3 separate regions of the Mus musculus genome follow, and regions 2 and 3 are each linked to region 1. The links are chromatin contacts, called in public HiChIP or PLAC-seq maps. All regions are on one chromosome and are shown on one strand. The core of a region is the stretch at or near the end of the contact, and the rest is flanking DNA. Distances in the headings are between cores, read along the strand shown. Region 1 overlaps Itgb5 (integrin beta 5). Region 2 overlaps Kalrn (kalirin, RhoGEF kinase). Region 3 overlaps Kalrn (kalirin, RhoGEF kinase).

Region 1 (3,134 bases), core at 299-2,798:
GAGAGAGAGCCTTAGATTTCATCTCATTTCCACACTAAGACCTCTCCCCCAGCTCAGTGGGGGCTCATCTGGCTTTGAAGTTTCCTTCTAATACTAGCTTCGGATTTTTTGTTTTGTTTTCCGAGACAGGGTTTCTCTGTTTAACCCTGGCTGTCCTGGAACTCACTTTGTAGACCAGGCTGGCCTCAAACTCAGAGATCCGCCTGCCTCTGCCTCCCAAGTGCTCTGATATATATTTTTTTTAATGATCAAAAATGTGTGTTGAATTATTTTATTTTATTTATTTTTAAAAGTTTTTTGGCTTTGTTTTTTAAAAGATTTATTATTATATGTAAGTACACTGTAGCTGTCTTCAGACACCCCAGAAGAGGGCGTCAGATCTCACTATGGATGGTTGTGAGCCACCACGTGGTTGCTGGGAATTAAACTGGGGACCTCAGGAAGAGCAGTCAGTGCTCTTAACGCTGAGCCATCTCTCCAGCCCTAATTTTTTTAAAAAAGATTTTATTTATTTTATGTATATGAATACACTGTAACTGTCTTCAGACACACCAGAAGAGGGCATAGGATCCCATTACAGATGGTTGTGAGCCACTATGTGGTTGCTGAGAATTGAACTGAGGACCTCAGGAAGAAATTCAGTGTTCTTAACCCCTGAGCCATCTCTCCAGCCCATGAATGAATGAATTAATGAATTAATTTTAAAGTTTGTGAGTATTCCTTTATTTGGGGTGGGCTTGCATGCATACACCTTATTTGGAGTGAACCAGGGCTATATATCCCAAGAATTAATTTTTAAAAGTCATTTGTTGCAGGGTGGTGGTGGCTCACTCCTTTAATCCCAGCTCTCTGGAGGCAGAGGCAGGCGGATCTCTGTGAGTTAGAGGTCAGCCTGGGCTACGGAGTGAGTTCCAGGACAACCAAGCTACACAGCGAAACCCTGTCTCAAAAACAAACTCCTTTGAGGCATGGCCCCTCACAGAAGCTGAGGTAGGCTGGTAGTCAGCAAGCCCCAGCCATTTTCTTGTCTCTGCTTCCCCAACAGTGTTGGGGTTACAGCTGTGTGTGGCCTGGCCAGGCTTTTTAGGGATTTGAACTCCTGCTTCCTCTTCCTTCTGAGTCATCCTCACAGCCCCTGAATAACTGTCCCTTCCCTTTCCTACCCTTTTCCTTCCTTCCTTCCTCAATTCCTTCCTCAATTCCTTCCTTCCTTCCTTCCTTCCTTCCTTCCTTCCTTCCTTCCTACCTTCCTTCCTACCTTCCTTTCTCCCTCCCTCCCTCCCTCCCTCCGTTGATAAGGTCTCACTATGTAGCCCTGGCTAACAGGGAACTCACAGAGACCTGCCTGCCTCTAGAGTGCAGGGATAAAGGCACCACCACACCGAGTTTTGGGAAAAGTCTCCCTACATAGCTTAGCCAGTCTGGAAATAAATCCCTGTGTAGCTCAGGGCTGGTCTAGCTCCTGATTCTCCTGCCTCCTCCGAGTGACTACGCCCAGTGCTTTCTTTGTTACCTATTGGACACTGACAGGTTTTCCCTCCTTGGCCTGCTAGTAGATTTGCTGAATCAATGGCTCCCTTTATCTTACCAGTCTCTTGTTTCTCCACTAAGGGTGTGCGCCTGCTGGCCTTCTTTAAATAACTGTAGATTTTGATGAGTTAATATCCAGAGTAATTGGATTTGGGATTTCTTTCTTTTTTCTTTTTTCTCTTTTAACATCTAAATGAAACTGATCTCTTTTTTTACCACCACCCTATTTTTGGGTTCTCTGAGTGTAAGAAGACCTTTTCCATCATAAAGGGGAGCATTTGCTTACTAAAAGGGAAAAGAGAAGCCTCGTTGACCCAGCAGGAGCAGGAGTTGCTAACTAATGCACATGGTTAGCCGAGACTTCAGAGACTGCCTTAGCCCCAGCAAAACCTGAAGTTAGCACTGGGGTTCTTTATAGCCTCAGACCTGTTAAGGGAGTGACTCCCATGCTGGTCCTCACCGGGGCACTCTGAGACTTACTTCATTAGTCATGCTTTTAAATTTAATTTATTATTATTTATTATTATTATTAGGAAGGTCAGGGGAAGGCATCCTGTTCCTTGGAGCTGGTTGCAGGTGGTCGTGGGCTGCCTGATAGGAGTGCTGGGAACCAGGCTCTGGTTCTCTGAGAGAGCAGCAAGCGCTTTGGCTGAGCCCTCATCCCTCCTTCCCTGCCAATGATGTTTATAGCTAGAAACTGACTGATGGATTTTCATCTTGCTTTGAAGGGCTCAACATATGCACTAGTGGAAGTGCCACCTCGTGTGAAGAATGCCTGTTGATCCACCCAAAATGTGCCTGGTGCTCCAAAGAGGTATGTGTACTGGGGTGGGAGAGGGGAGGGGCAGAGTGGGTGGGACAAGAGCCACAGAACTTTCCATCAGAGGCTGATCAGGTGCTGGCTCATTCACCCGGCTCTGACTTGTTCTAGATGTTTGCGTACGAGGTTGTACTGAATAATCACCTCTTTAGCCCATCACCTTACCTCTCCAGGTTTTTCGTTTTGTTGTTGTTGTTTTTTTTGTTTTTAAAATATGAGACAGTCTTACTAAGTTGTCTGGGCTGGCTTTGAATTTGCTCTCTAGCCTAGGCAAGTCTTGAATTTACACTCCTCCTGCGCCTGTATTTCCAGCACCTGTGCTGCTAGGCCAGCCTCAAGGGTTTCTTTTCTGGGTTCTTTCCTTGTTTTGTTTGTGCGTGGTACTGAGGATTGAACCTAAGGTGTTATGCACGTTAGGCAAGCGCTTTAACCCTGCGGGACGTTTTGTCCTCTTTTGACTGAGTTGCTCACAGGGTTAGGGATTGATTCCGGGGGCCTTGATCTACACTGAGCTGCACTCCCAGGCTATACGTTCTGGTCTCTTTGTAGTGTTGAGTGTTAATCCTATTTGGAGAAACCAGACTCTGTTCTCTTTTGTGTGAGAACCAGATAGGACTCAGCTATAGTCTCCTGATCTTTGGCTAAGCATTCTGAGGAAGACAGGAGCTTGTGAAGTGAGTTTCTTGTGTAACAATTCAAAGTAGGCTTGGGCTGGTGGTGTCTGTAAATACCATAAAGGAAAATAATGGCTCTTCCTTTAAAGGAAGTTTAAGAAAAAAAAAAG
Region 2 (3,134 bases), core at 352-2,851, 240 kb after region 1:
CACACGCACACATAGACAACACATACAAACATATGAAAAGAAAAAAGAAGGAAAGTTAAAAAAAAAAAAAAAGAATCCACCACATTGGCCTCCAGGGTTTGAGAGGAGACCACTCTTAGGAGAACCAGCACCTAAACTCAGCCCAAGATCTGCAGATCAATAGTGGAGAGGCTCCTACAGCCCAAAGATCAGGCAAAAGGCCCAGACAGGAGGCCCATGTCCCACATCTGTCTCCTTGAAAGCAGTGCTCACTTGTCCACCCCATCCCACTTAGGAGCTCGTTCGGAATGAAGGCCTTGTAAGGACAAAAAACACCTGGCGCTGGGGAGAACGTTACAGCCCTCGAGCTAGAGTCTGCCTGCATCCTCTGAGCTCGGGAGCCAGGAACTCTGTGTTTTCACCTAAATCCTCACAACCACCTATGTTCTCTAGAGCAGACTGTGGAAGGAACTGGCCTATGGAAGTCAGGTTACCAGACAGAGCTGGCACACTTAGGGAGCACTGATGCCAGCGAGAAACTCAGCGCTAAAAGAACTGCTCATGATTAGATCGTTTACTGAGAGCGAGAGAGCGAGGGGGGGAGAGGGAGAGGGAGAGGAAGAGAGAGAGGAAGAGAGAGAGGGAGAGAGGGAGGGAGGGAGGGAGAGAGAGAGGGAGAGAGGGAGGGAGGGAGGGAGAGAGAGAGAGAGAGAGAGAGAGAGAGAGAGAGAGAGAGAGAGAGAAGAGAAGAGACAGCTAAGCCCCAGATAGCTGGCTGGCCTACACTCCCTCCCAGTCAAGTCCACTTGTGATACTAACCAGGCATTTCCCCACAAAAGCTTTGGGCTCTTTTTTGCCTCTTAACTTCCAGTGAAGGCACTTTGTAAAGACACAGGAACTCATAGGACTGCTTGCTAAGCATCTGTCAGAGATCAGATAGAAACACAGAGATGATCCCATTGAATCATAACCTGACCCAAGGCCAGAAGCATCACACAGACGCATTCTACGGCACAGAGTGCTGAATGCGACGGACCGTACTTACACATGGGGCTAAACTGCCTTCAGTGCTCTGCTCCTAGTGCCCGTCTTGACACAGCCATTCTACAACCAGGACTTCAGACACTGGTCCCGCCCCGTCTCTGCCATATGCACCCACGGATACAGAAGAAGATGCCAACCGACTCAAGCCTGGAGCCGGTGGTGGCAAGCTATCAACATAGCACAATGAGCAGGTTGTGTATCTCTCTAACCTGTGACCGGTTGTCTTTGGATTAGGAGACAAAGGTGAACACATAATTGTAGCATAATGTTTGGCAAGTAGCCATGGCAATTACAAGCCACTGAGTTATGTCATGGACATTTTACAATGGGAGGAATCTGGGAGGGCCGGAGAGTGTGAGGGACTTTCTCTGAGCGACTCAGACAAGCTAGGATAAAGGCCAACAGTGATACCTGTGGTCCCGCCCCGCCCCCCACTGCCTCCTCATCTTCTCCCAGGGCAGCTTAGGCTCTTGGAAAGGCCCATCCCCCTCCCTTCCCCCTCCCCTCTCCCACACATACACACTCCCTGGGAACAGCCCAGCTCTGGTTTTGCTCTCAAAGCTCTGGCTTGCCTCGCTGGCAGAAGGGTCAGAGTTAAATTTAGACCTGACCACCTCCCTGGGACTGAGCCGGATCACTAGCTGTGTGAGGAGAGAGGGAGTCAGTGTAGTATGGCTGGCTGCTGACGCTCTCAAATGGAAGCACTATTTGTTAGGCTGAAGGGACAGAATTTCTAAACCAAATCACAAGGAACTGGGAGATTAAAAATTAGAAAGCTTGAAACAAACCTTACAAGGGTTGCTGAGGCTTCTGACTCTGACAGAACACAAATGAACAAGCAGGGTTGTTGCTGGCTTTTCTTTTTTTTAACCTTTGTTGTTACTATTTATGTGTATGGGTGTTTTCACTTGTGTGCATGTCTTTGTACTGCATGCATGCAGTTCCCATGGAGACCAAAAGAGGGAGTCAGATACCCTAGAACTGAAGTTCCCAGACAGTTGTGAGCTGACAAGTGGGTGCTGCACATCAAACCCAAGACTTCTTGGACTTAACTGCTCAGCCATGTCTCTAGGCCTATCCCTGAACTGACTTAGAACAACGGCCCACAATCAGATCTACAATGTATCCAAAGAGGGGTCCCTAGACACACCTGAGATGGGGGCCATAACTGTGGAGGTGGTGGGTCCTGGGAGAGGCAGGAGCTGTGGATGGCGAGACCTCAGGACAGAAGCTGATCCCCGCCTTTGGGTGAGTGGGATGGGTGGGTGCTCAGGATGAGTGGGAATGGCCAAGGGAAGAGGCAGGGAATGGGAGTCTGCTGTTTTTAATTTAGATCCCAGTGGTAAGCTACCTAAGATGAAGCTTCAGGTCACAGGTTGACAGTTCCACAGGGACAGAGGTCATAAAGTAAAGGTGCCACCATGGCCCTTTGTGGCCAGAGAGCACAGATGCTCAGGGTCTGCAGAGTAAAGGCTTCCATGTGAGTACCTTGTCCCCTTCCCTCCCTGTGCTGCCCAGGCTGGCCTTGACCTCCTGGCTTCAGTCCCAGCGTTAGGACTGTGGTGTGACACTGTGCCCAGTCTATCCGAGCTACTGAAATAAAGCAGCTTCAAGCAAGGTACCCAAACTGGAACTCCACACAGCCATATCTGGCCCTGTGCACTTTGGCTGTATTCTCTTTGTGGTTTCCCATAATACTTAGCAAGGCCTTTTGGAAAGACTCCTTTAATAGGACCCAGAGTTCACACAGTGTGTTAGGGGCCCAATGAAAGGGAGCAACAAAACTTTTGATATTTATGTTACTCTTTCAGACAGGGCCCCAGTTGCCCAAATAAAATCCATCTCCACACCCTGCCAAGGGACAGTCTCAGTGTCCCATTGATTTTTATTTTGACTTGAGAGCACTTCAGAAGATGTGTATAAAAGACAACACACACACACACACACACACACACACACACACACACACACACACACACAGGAACCTAATCCATGGCTCCATCTACATTTTAAACGGAGAAGGGGTCTTTGGAGGAATTACCCATGACTAGGAGTCAGACACAGTCTGGGAGCCCAGGCCTTGCTAAGCCCGTGTGGAATTCATAGTTCTC
Region 3 (3,134 bases), core at 189-2,688, 140 kb after region 1:
TGATCAAACCTTTAATGTGAAGTGGGTCATTTGAGATACGTCTCAGGAAATGCCCATGTCAAGGAGTGTGATCCAGTACAGGAATAACTTCCAACCATAGCTGAAACCTGCATAGCTGACTTCATTTTCTCCCCTAATTTGTTCCTTGCTACGGGATCCTTCTATTTTATTGATAAGTGGAAAAGGATGGAGCCCCTGGAAGGCTCCCTACCTCCCTCTGGTCTTCTAGTATGAGGCAAGAGAGGAAAGATCAGAGAGGAGTGGTACTGTGCTCATCACAAGGAACTCTCAGAGATACTTGGAACAAATGAGGGGGACAGTTACAGCAACACTGCTCCAAGCCAGAAAAGATCAGCCACCCCACCTTCCTTAGAGCTGTTCTCTAGCCTGCATCCATCTGAGACTAGGGAATGGGAATCTTGATTTTCTGGTCCAGGAGGGTTGCACCAGTTATCCCTATTGACCACTACAGGCAGAGCAAGATTGAGCACGTGATTCTAGTCAGGCCTTGCTTCCCACACGTCTTCCCTGAAGATCACATCCAACAAAGAACAGTTCTATGTTCTCACAGCCCTGAGTAATACATGGTCTCTAGTATTTCCACGCCATATTTAAAGCATTATTTATCTCTTGGTTCTAACTGTTGGACTTGTGGCCCCTAAGGATAAGAGCTGTACCTTTCTTTCTGTGCCTGGTCCTACAGCAAACTTATATGTCAGGGCAGATTGTGAGGAGAAAGGGAGGGGATGCCAACCCAGTGTGGTCTTGGTGAGGACAGAGTGACATGGTTCCTGAGCCTTGGACAGGATCCTGGTGTGAGCCTCCATGAGTGTCAATGGCTGCTGTGGGTGTAAGGCTTGTTTGTGTAATAATGTACTAGCAGTTGAAGACTCTTTCCTTCCAAGGAATATCCTCCCTGATAATATTAATGACTTCATGATAATTAAAAACAGCACATCCAGAAATTGAGGGTGTGGCTAAGTCTCAGCAAAATGGTAAACACTGGGACCTTCAGGACAGGCCTTAAGGCTATGGGAAAGAGCTCTAAGTACATGAAATCAAATATATATAATTTCTCAACTATGTAAAAATGTAACTATGCAATATGAATTATAAGGGGTTCACAATCTAAGGGAGCGTGGGCAGCTGCATTAATGAGCCAGTTTGTCAGAAAGAGTCAAAGGCAGGCAGATTCCTGAGTCCAAGGTCATTCTGGGACACGGAAAGTCCAGGCCCTAGTGTGGTAGAATTGGTCATTTCAGGGAGGGGTCCCACCCAACTACTTTCTCATCTGTGCTTAACAAAGGCAGGCAGGTCTCTGAATTCTTTTGCAATGTTAAGGAAAATGTATGCTTGCTGTCTCCTAGGAAACAAAGGTCTGGGGTCACTGGAATGCTGACTCATAGGATAATCAAAAGGAAACCTAAAGTAAATGCCTGAATTGATCTGTAAACAAAAAGACAGGCCTTTGGTCCTCTTGGTCTGTATGAGATGAGGTAGGCAGAGTGTGACAGAAGTGCTTTAGAATTTTCTCTCTCAAGGGCTGAGCTGTCCGAAATCTCTGGAGAGCAAAAACAGCTCTTCAACAATTTTTTTTCTAACAGGATTTCTGACTTGGATGAAAGATCCAATAATTTTTTTTATAGCAGCTTTTCTGACTTTGGTTAGAAAATTTATGAACTATCTCGGTTTCTTGTAGAATTTCTACTAGCAGAGAGAGCTGTCTCAACCAGAAAAATTTTTTAAAAAAGGAAGACAATGCTGAAAACACACACACACACACACACACACACACACACACACGCAAACACACACACACACACACACACACACGCACACACACACGCACACACACGCACACACATACACACACGCACACACACACATACACACACACACACACACACACACACAGCAATCTGAAAAGCCATTTCAACAGAACCTAGGTGGCCAGCTTGGACCCACAATTTGACTTCTGTAGGGGAGGTTCTGATGCTAAGGTCCTGTTCACCAACTGGTTCTTGATCTGTCAATAAAGAATGCCATGAGACAATTGCTGGTCAGAAGATACATGTGGGACTTCTAGGTTCTGGGAGGCAAGCAGGATGATGCAAGGAAGGAGAGAGGGAGTTCGCCATGCTTTGGAGAGAGAAGAACCAGGCAACCATGATGTGAGGTCTGAGGAGGAGTCATGGGCTGTTGCCACTCCTATAGGTGGATGGTTAGAGATGTTTATCAGGGACTAGATGCAACTGACCAACTAAAGATAGGGTAGTGGGAAGTTTTGAGCTAAGGGCATGTTTTTCCAGGTAAGAAATAGTAGCACCCAGCAATTGTGCCAAGAAGGCAAGCTGAAAATGAACAACTCTGTGTGTGTGTGTGTGTGTGTGTGTGTATCTTCTATCCTTTGATTCAAAGAAAGCTGGGAGGGGATTGGTAGCACAGCCTGTTCCCAGAGCTTAGGCAGGATAGCAAAAAGCTACACACAACACACTTTAAGTTGTTTGTTTTCACAGCTCCCAGACACCCCTTCTCTCAGAACTCCTCTTCCAAACTGAGACTGGTCCTTTGCGGAGGGTGGGATGAGGGATGTGAAGAGGTAAGGTGAGTGGGAAGGACTGGGAGGAGAGGAGGGAGAAGGAGTTTTGATTGGGATGTAAAGTAAATAAGCAAATTAATTAATGAAAAAAGCTGTATCTTTCTATGTTTGATATCTAGATAATCTGACATTCCAGAGATGTCTTGGATAGAAAATTCTAGGTAGTAGTTTGGGGGTGCTATGGCTATAGATTGATAGATAAACTTCTCTCATTCCAACTCCACTCTTGTCAATCAGTCAACCACCAGGAAAGTCTTCTTAAATGAGTCAAGCCTGAGAGTACATAATAGGAAGAAAATGAAAATAAGTGTAAGAAATACAGATTATAGCTAGGGAAGAGAAATACGTTCTGGTGATCTAGTTTATAATATGGTGACTGTTGGTATCAGGACCTCTGAAACCTGTGACATCACATAGGCAACAGTGCAATCTACACACCTGTTGCCAAGACAATGGCCACCATATTCCCAGAATCCATTGGGCTCACCTCCCACCTTTACCTGTGACCACGTTACCATCCATATATATAAGAGGA

What was found. HiChIP or PLAC-seq counts read pairs in DNA pulled down with a chosen protein or histone mark.
Region 2: a contact with region 1 is called in an H3K27ac HiChIP or PLAC-seq map of extraembryonic endoderm stem cells. The contact joins two enhancer-like sites. A contact is called at or near these places in 1 of 484 Hi-C or Micro-C datasets (extraembryonic ectoderm), 13 of 115 datasets of contacts at active chromatin or transcription factors (cardiomyocytes, embryonic hindbrain, embryonic stem cells and 7 more) and 3 of 9 other capture datasets (adipose tissue, liver and pancreatic islet).
Region 3: an H3K27ac HiChIP or PLAC-seq map of embryonic stem cells shows a contact between it and region 1, with 10 read pairs. The contact joins two enhancer-like sites. A contact is called at or near these places in 3 of 39 promoter capture datasets (hematopoietic stem and progenitor cells, neutrophils and pre-B cells), 1 of 15 datasets of contacts at CTCF or cohesin (CD8 T cells), 19 of 115 datasets of contacts at active chromatin or transcription factors (bone marrow-derived macrophages, embryonic basal ganglia, embryonic forebrain and 13 more) and 3 of 9 other capture datasets (adipose tissue, liver and pancreatic islet).

The regions. Positions count from the first base shown.
Region 1 is chr16:33,842,728-33,845,861 of GRCm38.p6, forward strand. It overlaps Itgb5 (integrin beta 5), which reads left to right. Exons shown (of 15, transcript NM_001145884.1): 2 at 2,259-2,344. Among named protein-coding and RNA genes, the nearest start is that of Itgb5, 15 kb to the left of the region's middle. Within about 2 kb of position 1,549, at least 18 of the 459 cell types and tissues checked have an H3K27ac peak or open chromatin away from gene starts, as enhancers often do. A contact at or near this core is called in embryonic stem cells, epiblast stem cells, extraembryonic ectoderm and 1 more, where this site is marked.
Region 2 is chr16:34,080,715-34,083,848 of GRCm38.p6, forward strand. All of the region lies in intron 34 of Kalrn (kalirin, RhoGEF kinase), which reads right to left. Among named protein-coding and RNA genes, the nearest start is that of Gm41448, 38 kb to the right of the region's middle. Within about 2 kb of position 1,602, at least 69 of the 459 cell types and tissues checked have an H3K27ac peak or open chromatin away from gene starts, as enhancers often do. A contact at or near this core is called in epiblast stem cells, extraembryonic ectoderm and extraembryonic endoderm stem cells, where this site is marked.
Region 3 is chr16:33,978,728-33,981,861 of GRCm38.p6, forward strand. The region is part of intron 58 of Kalrn (kalirin, RhoGEF kinase); the gene reads right to left. Among named protein-coding and RNA genes, the nearest start is that of Umps, 13 kb to the left of the region's middle. Within about 2 kb of position 1,439, at least 28 of the 459 cell types and tissues checked have an H3K27ac peak or open chromatin away from gene starts, as enhancers often do. A contact at or near this core is called in embryonic stem cells, where this site is marked.